Regions from separate parts of the Anas platyrhynchos genome. Here region 2 is linked to region 1. The links are chromatin contacts, called in public Hi-C maps. All regions are on one chromosome and are shown on one strand. Each heading gives the region's core, a stretch centred on a gene start, on an enhancer-like site or on the middle of the called end of the contact. The rest is flanking DNA. Distances are from core to core; before and after follow the strand shown.

The links. A called contact is a pair of places that touch in the nucleus more often than the background predicts.
Region 2: a Hi-C map of skeletal muscle shows a contact between it and region 1, with 2.0 times the contacts expected there. The contact joins the promoter of CLIC4 here to the enhancer-like site in region 1. A contact is called at or near these places in 3 of 8 Hi-C or Micro-C datasets (liver, skeletal muscle and subcutaneous adipose tissue).

Annotation. Positions count from the first base shown.
Region 1 is chr24:380,608-384,637 of IASCAAS_PekinDuck_T2T, forward strand. No RefSeq gene overlaps it. Among named protein-coding and RNA genes, the nearest start is that of CLIC4, 36 kb to the right of the region's middle. Within about 2 kb of position 1,509, at least 2 of the 8 cell types and tissues checked have an H3K27ac peak or open chromatin away from gene starts, as enhancers often do.
Region 2 is chr24:416,193-420,527 of IASCAAS_PekinDuck_T2T, forward strand. CLIC4 (chloride intracellular channel 4) reads right to left here and starts at 2,125. Exons shown (of 6, transcript XM_038167203.2): 1 at 1,961-2,125. The coding sequence starts at 2,032. LOC139999394 (a long non-coding RNA gene) reads right to left here and starts at 8. Exons shown (of 2, transcript XR_011804833.1): 1 at 1-8.

The sequences.
Region 1 (4,030 bases), core at 259-2,758:
TTTGCCCTCTGCACACACCAGCCTCCCCTCGGCACAGCATGTGACGGGACAGAAAAGCGCAGCCCCGAGGGGCAGCGTGCGGCCGGAGCGGCAGGCAGTCTCCCTGCAGAAAGGCAGCTTTAAGTTGGTGATGCTGGGGAGACATCAAAACAAGAAAATCAAACGGAAGATTATTCAGAGAACCATTTCAATGCCTGAAGGAAGAGAGTGGGCAGAGCAAAGCCACTGAAACTGGCAGGACTGAGTGAGTGGTTTGCAGGTTGGGGCTGTTTTCAGGAAGGCTTTGGCCAGACGTGATGAGATGCCCCATGCCCCTGCTTTCCTCTCAGCCCAGCCTGTGCTCTGCATGGCACAAGGTGACAGCCCCCAGGGGCAGCCTGAGCCCTGTGCTCCAACACAGACACCGTGGCAGGTTCTCTCACCTACCCAGCCAGGAAAGTGGTTTCACAGAGATGGCAAAGACCTTCCATCAAACAGCTGCATCTGCAGAGCAACATTTGGCACACTGAGGCATGTTCTCTCTCTTCCACCGCCACTACTGATGGGAGTTGCAGGAATAAGCAATGCCGATGGGAAAACAGCCTGTGGCATGGAGAGGGCAAAGATGTCTGGCTGTTCTGCCACAGCCCTCTCAGGTGGTAACCGGCCTTCTCCTTTGCAGACCCCTCTGCTCCCTCCTGGTCGGCTGCTCAGCTGGAAGGAGCAGCCTTGCCAGACCGGTGCTGTGAAGATGACATGAGAAAAAAACAAGTCTCCCATGAAAACTCACTCAGGAAGGCGCCTGGCAGACGATGTGATGTACTGACACATTCTGCAGAGCCAAGTGTTTATACTGAAGTGAACTCTGTACAGATATGCACTCTAGGCTGGGCAGAGATCAGGATCACAACAAGGGTGTAAATAAGATCATGAATGTAGCACTGATTCCAGTTTGCCCACTAACAATGCTCCCAGTCACTTAAGGAAACATTCCCAGGAATTATTCCCATTTGCTATCTAGCAATTCAGGCTGCGTTTTTCTCCTCTGTTAAACCAACGCTCCCGATAAAGCAAGGAGCCTTCCGGCCACTGTCTTAATGTAAGGATACAGGGAAAAAAAACCCTCACCTTTTGCTGCCTGTTCCAACCAGACGGGGGGACAAATCAGGAATCCTGGGGAATCAGGATTCCCGGATTCCTTCCTAGACCCGTTAACGCCAGGAGAGGTGCTCCACCCTCCACATGCAAAGGGGGTCCCTGACATGCACCCCCACTCCACCCGAACGGGTGCATTTGTAAGGTCAGCTCCCTGTGGGTGTACGATCAATCTTGGAAGCAGTGTGATCACGGCAGGGCAGTGCTGCAGCTGGGTTGTTTAACCTCCATACAGCATCCCCCAGATACTGCTTCACCCTTTCAGGTCAGGTCACAGCGGGGGACCTCTGCTCCCGGCTGCGCTGCACGCTGCAGACACGCGCTGGGTGACTCACACAAGGGCACCCGGAGTCAGCAGCAGAGCCAGCTACAGCGCCTGTGAGCAAGTAACCTGGAGGGACCCCCAACGAAGCTGTGAAGCTCAGCTATTCTTGGGAACCAGTCACAACTTGCCTCGGTTTCAAGGCCTTCTCTTATCTTTTGCAGCAACTTGGGCTCATTGTGAAATCTTACCACTGAAGATGTTAACAGCCAAGATTTATGGCTTCTGTAGTTTCCCTTTAATAGCTTCAGCTGGGGAAGCGCTGGCGAAGGATGAAAGATGCTGGTACGGGATGGATGTCAGGAGAAGACTTCAAAGACTTCCAATACATTGAGTCGCGTTATGATACTCAGGATCCTTCTCTTACAACCATCCAACACTTTCAGGAGCCTCTCCCTCCTTAAGCACAGGCTTAACCATTTGGACCCAGAGTCAAGCACCTGCGTCTCCTCTCTAGAGGCTCACAGGCAGGATTCTGCCCCCAAGGAGCCCCTGTTCACTTGCTCCCAGCAAGTTTACCATCACCTACAGCACATTTTGAGTGGTCCCTTCCCCCTTACCCCAGACTTCCCTAAATCCTTCACCTTCCCAAAGATGCTATGAAATGCCGACTGGTTCAGACCAATGCAGTAACCACTGCAAAATCCAGCCTGCAGCAGGAAGTTTCATGGGAAAGAGCAGCAAATTCTGCTGTAATGAGTTACAGAATAACTACCCATAGGGAAAGTTTCATCTGGAGGGGAAGGACAGAGTGAGTCTGAGAAGGGATTTTGCACACTAATAACTGTGGATTGTATTGCCCTGTGGGCTAGTCGCACTGTGAGAAAGTTTGCTCGTGTGCATCTTTCACTGCCCACTAGTATGAAAGGATCCTAGACTAACTGAACTGGTCTGTCACACGTTGTGACTGCAGGGCAGGTAGCTGGGACCCAGGAACAATCTCCATCCTGCAAGTGTGCAAAATTTCTTTCTTCAACAGATTAGCACAGAACTCACCCACTGATCAGAGCAGCATTATTCCACGGTCTTGCTATGGCAAATCTTACTGCGTGGTTGATTCTGGTTCAAAGTCCAGAAACGTTCTGATAATAGTTAGAAATCCCTTGAAAAAAATCTCATGCTGAATACTTCAAACCTGTCAACCCCTCGCATGATGCCTGCAGTAAACGCGCATGTGCTGCAGAGTATCTGATTCCTAGGTGAGTGGGTGCAGCAAGACAAAGAGCCAACCACTGCCTTAATAAAAACACAAACTACAGGAACTCCCAGTCCCCATAAGAAATATTGCCTGAGGAAATTAAAATTAAGAAGTAGCTGAAGCAGCATATGCCTGCCTACACCTTAAACCCACATATACAAGCAGGAGTTGTAATAACTCTCAGCATTCTCCTGCCCTGTGTCCCTGTGACCTTGCATGGTGTGTCCTGGCTTCACATGCTCATTTGTCACAGGTAATGCCACCCCACATGCAAACAGCATTTTACGTTTCCTGGTCCCTGAGTAACAAAAAAAAAAGCACAAGCTTCATCATACGGGTCTATTTCAAACATATCCAAAGCAGAAGCCCATGGATACAGATCATCCCAGCCAGATCAAATGAAAAAATCCAGCTACAAGCCACAGAATCAGTATGAATGCTAACACAGCTTTGTTACACCGATGTAACTTCATTCTCAGTGAGCCAGCAAAGCAAATAAACAGAAGTCATTGTGACCAGAAGAGCTAACAGAAGCCAGTTTCCCTATGGCACATGCCCTTGTCCTCAAGCACCCCTCTCTGCTGCAGCAACCTCAGCTCTCTTCACCCCACAGCCTGCTGACACCAGGCAGGGTGCAGCAGTGCCGTAACTCGTCTGGAGCTCTGCTTGTGCTTAGGCCAGCTCTGCTGCCAGTGCCAATACAGCAGCTGAGCTCTGCCCTTGTATCTCACAGGGACATGACTGTCCAGGATAACTTCAAGTTTCCTCACTGGTATCTACAGATGGAAAGCACTACTAAAATATTTTAATGGAAATCACTCCCTTTTTATGAAAGCAAAAAGGAGACAACACAAAAGGAAAACAGCTTGCTGAAAAGAGGCAAGAAATTAACCCAGGTCCCCTCACATCAAGTCCAGGGAACTATTGTTAAGACCACAGTTCTTACACAATTTACTCTACAAGAAATTCGTCCCAGAAACAACCTCCAAAGATCCTACAGCTGCAGAGTAATAGCTCAACTTAGCTCACAGGGTCCAGTTCTAAAGCTTTACGAGGCAGCAAATTGTTCAGGAAGAAGATAGGGGCCTTTACCTTTTGCCTGGCATCCCACATAGCTGCAGGAGCATTCAGGAGTGTAAGTTCTCCTTGGAAAGCTATTCACACAGCACAACAAGTACAGAGCAACTGGGCCTCTGGGAGAAGGCTGCAAGTTGGGGCTCACTGCTACCAGGCACTAAGCTGACTGCAGCCGGCTGCCTCGTCAGGAGGCTGCAAGTGGGCTGCTCCAAATTAAAACCAGGAGCCAGCCACAGCCATGCTCCACATCCAGATATAGCATCACACAGCAAAGGCTGCAGCAGGAGTATGGAGCTAAA
Region 2 (4,335 bases), core at 875-3,374, 36 kb after region 1:
GCTTTAACCCATACCTCTGTTTCATCTTAGTCTGGCTGCTACAATCCTTTGTACGCAGGTCATACAGTTGCCGCCCTTCAGCCGCAGGCATTTGGCACACATTTCTTTTTTCGTCAGGAAGTCCTGCCACCGCCTCTGTCTGAAGCACTTTGCAGACTGGCAGTGCACTGTTAGACCCGAGCCCCCACGCGTTGCTCAGAACGTTACCACAGTGTGAAGTCCTGTTCTCAGGCTCAGCAGCGTCAGACTTTTTCTGGTCTGCACCCACAGCCAGGTGAGAACTGGGCAGAACAGACAAAACCAGACACTGTGCTTTGCGTTTATAAAAGAAAAAGACTAAATCAAATTCTAGTGCTCTGCTAAAAAGATGCTGTTAGTTCTATTGAAAAAATATAAATATTTTCCTCTCATTCACATGAAGCGATGCTCTGGGCAGTCAGACACCAAACAAGACTTCTGTTAGGAAGGGATCACTATTCCAGTAACACTTAACAGCTTCAGCCCAGTATGGGGCAGGTAGCAACACCAGATGAAACAACTATTTCCAGTGTTCAGGGGGGTAGAGGGTGTTCCTCCTCTGCAGGACTTTCCAGGAAAGTAACCTTTACGTAAAGATCATGAAGACAGACAAAAATAAATCCCTTTTTGTCCTGAACTCTACCGCAAAGACTGCCAGTATAGAGCTTGTAGCAGTCATTCATAACACTGGGAAAAGGCTTCCTTGAGGGAGATAGTACTCACTGATAATCCCAAAATTCCAGAATTTCTAGGTTTGAAGAGACTTCAAGATCATCAAGTCCACCCTCTGACCTAACACCAACAGTCCCCACTAAACCATCCCGAGCACAGCTGTCCTAAATCCATCCCAATAAAGAAATTTTAACTGAGGGTGACAGAAAAGTCCCCTGCTTTTTCCCTTTCGTATTCACTGATGTCATTGCCAGTCCAATACTAATCACAATCATTTTTTTTCTGACAAGTAATTTTACTCTTTCTTTCCTGCTGCTCCTCAAGCACGACACAGCCTCCTTGAACAGATCCACAAGGATTCACCCTGCCCCCAAACCCTTCTGCCATCAGTAGCTGCTCTAATTTGTTTAAAAATAAAGACAAAAACTGGCGAACGAGCTTTAGGTTGGATGAAGGTAAGCTGGCACGTTACACCGAAGCACTGCTCTAAATAATTCAGAGCAGCCTGGAACGCAACTGCTGTCCCGGGGAGCTCTCACCGAGCTCCGGGAGCCGCCGTGCTCGGCCCAGGACCAGGCCTGGACCCCCCCCCGCACCTCCACGCTGCGAACGAGTCTGAAAAGAGCGAAAGGCAACTTTTCTGGAGCACCCCTTCATAAAGTAACGGCGTAGGAACGGCTTCTTGGCAAAGCCCCCGTGCCGTGCAGGAGACGCCCCCCGCCCCCCGCCGCCCTCCGCGCCCGGCAGCCCCCAGGACCCGGGGCTGGCCTCCCACCGCCCCCCCCCCCCCGGGAGCCGCGTCCCGGGGCCCCTCGGCTGTTCCCGAGCCGCGTTTAAACGGGGAAACCGAGCCGCCCCCCCCGCGCCGCCCCGATAAGCGGCCCGCGGGCGAGCAGTCCCGCGACAGGCGGCGACAGGGGCGACACGGCGCGACACGGCGACGCCCAGCGCGCGGCCACGCGGGGCTCGGCCACACTGGGGCTGCCCCGAGCCGCCGCGGCCCCCTGCGGGCCCCGGGCGGGCGTTTTCCGCCCCGGCCCCGCGCCCCCCCCCCCCCAGCCCCAGCCCCTTTTGTGCGCGGCCGCCCCGCCCCACCCCGCCCGGCCCGAGGGGAGCGCCCCGCGCCTCGGCCCCGGGACCCCGCGTGCGGCCCGGGGGCCCCGCGCCCGCTGCTGCGGGGGACGCGGAGCCCGCGGCGGGGGGAGACGGAAAGGGGAGGTGGGGGGGGGGGCGCCCGGCGGCACGAGGGGAGCGGTACCGGGCCCCGTACCTTGACGAAGAGCTCGATGACGGGCTCCTTGTCGCCCTCCTTGAGCCCGTTGACCGGCACGGACAGCGCCATGCTTCGCCCCTCGCCCGCAGCTGCCCCCCCGGGACGGCCGCCGCCCGCTCCGCCGCTCGCCTCGCCCGCCCTGCGCGCGACTGCGGCCCCGCCCCGGCGGCACGGGGACCCGCCGCGGCTGGCGGCACGGGGGCGGGGCCGAGGCGAGGGGCGGGGCCGAGGGGGGCAACGGTTCCCTCCGCGGGCCTCGGGGGTCGGCACTGGGCGGCGCGGGGGGGACCCTGGCGGAGGCCCCGCGGGCGCTGCTGGGCCCGGGGCGGCGCTGCCCGTTCCCGGTCGTTTCACCGAAGCTGCCCGGGGCCGCCCGCGACCCCCCGGGAGCTGCACCCAAGGCAGCCGAGGACCCTGCGGCCGGGACACGGTGGCACGCGGCGCCCAGCCCCGTCCCGCCGCCCTCAGCCCCTCGGAGCCGCGCGTCCCTCAGCCGATCCCTGCTCCCCGCGAGTCCCCGTCCACAGCAGGGAAGCGGCTGCCGGGCTCTCGCCGCGCCGCTAGGGCCGGGCAGCCGACACGGCAAAGCCCTCGTGGCTCCCGCGGCCTCCTCACGGCGCTTGTTGGCCGCCCCCCCCGGGGAGCCCCCTCCCCGCTGGCCTCTGTGGTGCGGAGCCCGGGAGCCGCGCTGATTCACAGGGTGGGACCGGCTGAGCGGGCAGGCGGTGTCACCGCCACCAACCCCGCTGCGAGCAGGACCACGCGTCCCAGCCCCGTCCAGGAACCTCCGCGAGTAACCCACCCTACATGACTTAGGCCGTGCTACGAGGGTAGCTCTGTTGGAACGGGGCTGGGCGAGAGGGGCAGGGGGGCAGGGGGGCAGGGAAGAACACCCCCTGAGCGGGGTGGTCACGGAGCTGTTACCCTCTGCTGCTCGTCCACTGCCTGCTGGGACAGGCCAGGAGCTGCCAGGAGCTGAGCCGTGACCGGGCAGCACGGGGCCGCCACCCCCCTCCACCCTGTGCCTCACCTGCCTTTTGTGCCCAAGGCTTCAAACTCAGAGGGTTTTGTAAAAGGCGAAGTATTTTGTGCCTCCCCTCCCTAAAGCAAAGACCCCCCTACTTTTGAGAAGGTAAGGAGCAGAGTACAAAGAACCAGCTCCCCCGCAGAGCCACTACAAGTAGGTGCAGCGGTCTGTAAGGCACTCTGTGCTGTGTTGTGTTTTATTTTTATTTTACCAGCAGTACAAATGAGTTGCCAGGGCCATTTTTCCTCACTACCACTGAATTTCTTCTTTAACAAAAGAGTTCACGTGGTGTTATCTTGCCGAGCAGCTAATAGCTTATTTCATTTATATCCAGCTGCACCAGCCTTGTCGGCTGCTTAACATCTTTTCAGTTATTTTACTTTTAGATGACATTTTCCTGGTTTCCAGCTGCCTCATACCAAAGCCCTCATCCTTCCCATTCAATCGAAACCTCTTTCTTTAACGATGTTCAGAACAGTTTTGAATGCTGAAAGCTCTCAGTTGTTTCTTAGTTCTGTAATTGCTGGTTATGTTATTCTGGCAGGTTTTTGCAATAATACTTAGAATTAGTTTGCCCAAGCTTTACAAAATAAATAAGCAATCCTCTTAACGACTCATAGAGAAGTGAGTATTACCCACGTTTTACAGCTAGGAGAAGTGAGTCAGAAAAGTGACTTATTCAAAGCTAAATTTGCACCAAGTCAGGGAGTCAGAACACAGCAGTTCAGGCCTCCCACCTATGCTCAGAGCAGCAGGTCACTCCCTCTATATTATTTTATGCTGTATTGAGAAGGCTTATTTCCATTTGTCAGAGCAGCAGTACAGTGTATTATTGTTTCGTTTCTCTAGCACTTTGGCCTTTATGCAGCAATTTTCCATCTCAAACTTTCCAAGTGCTTTTGGAAGTGGAGGCATCAGTTGTTAAACGTATCAAAGCAAGCGCTCTCCTGCCCCAGCCCTCACTGCACAAACTCAGCCAGGGGCATTTGCTGCCGCATTGACCCCGGGGTTCAAAAGTGGCTCTTTATCCCTGAGTGGGATTTTTCAGGCACTGGAGGCACTCAGCATGCAGATCGTGTTGCAACTCCGCAGGACCACATGCCAAGTCTTCATCCTGTTTTTTAAACACAATGAATCTGCTTAGGGAAGAAAGGGTGCTGAGGAAAGGTTGGAAGACAGAAATGCCTCATAGCCCTGTGCTGGACCATCCAGTGTTGGCTGCAGCTGAAAACAAGAGCCCAGCCAGACTGAAGGATTTGTTGTATCAATATAAAGCCGTGGTGGATGAAACTGTGAGAAGAACCTGCCCACAGACACCTATTAAAAGAAAAGCAGAAATGACTCC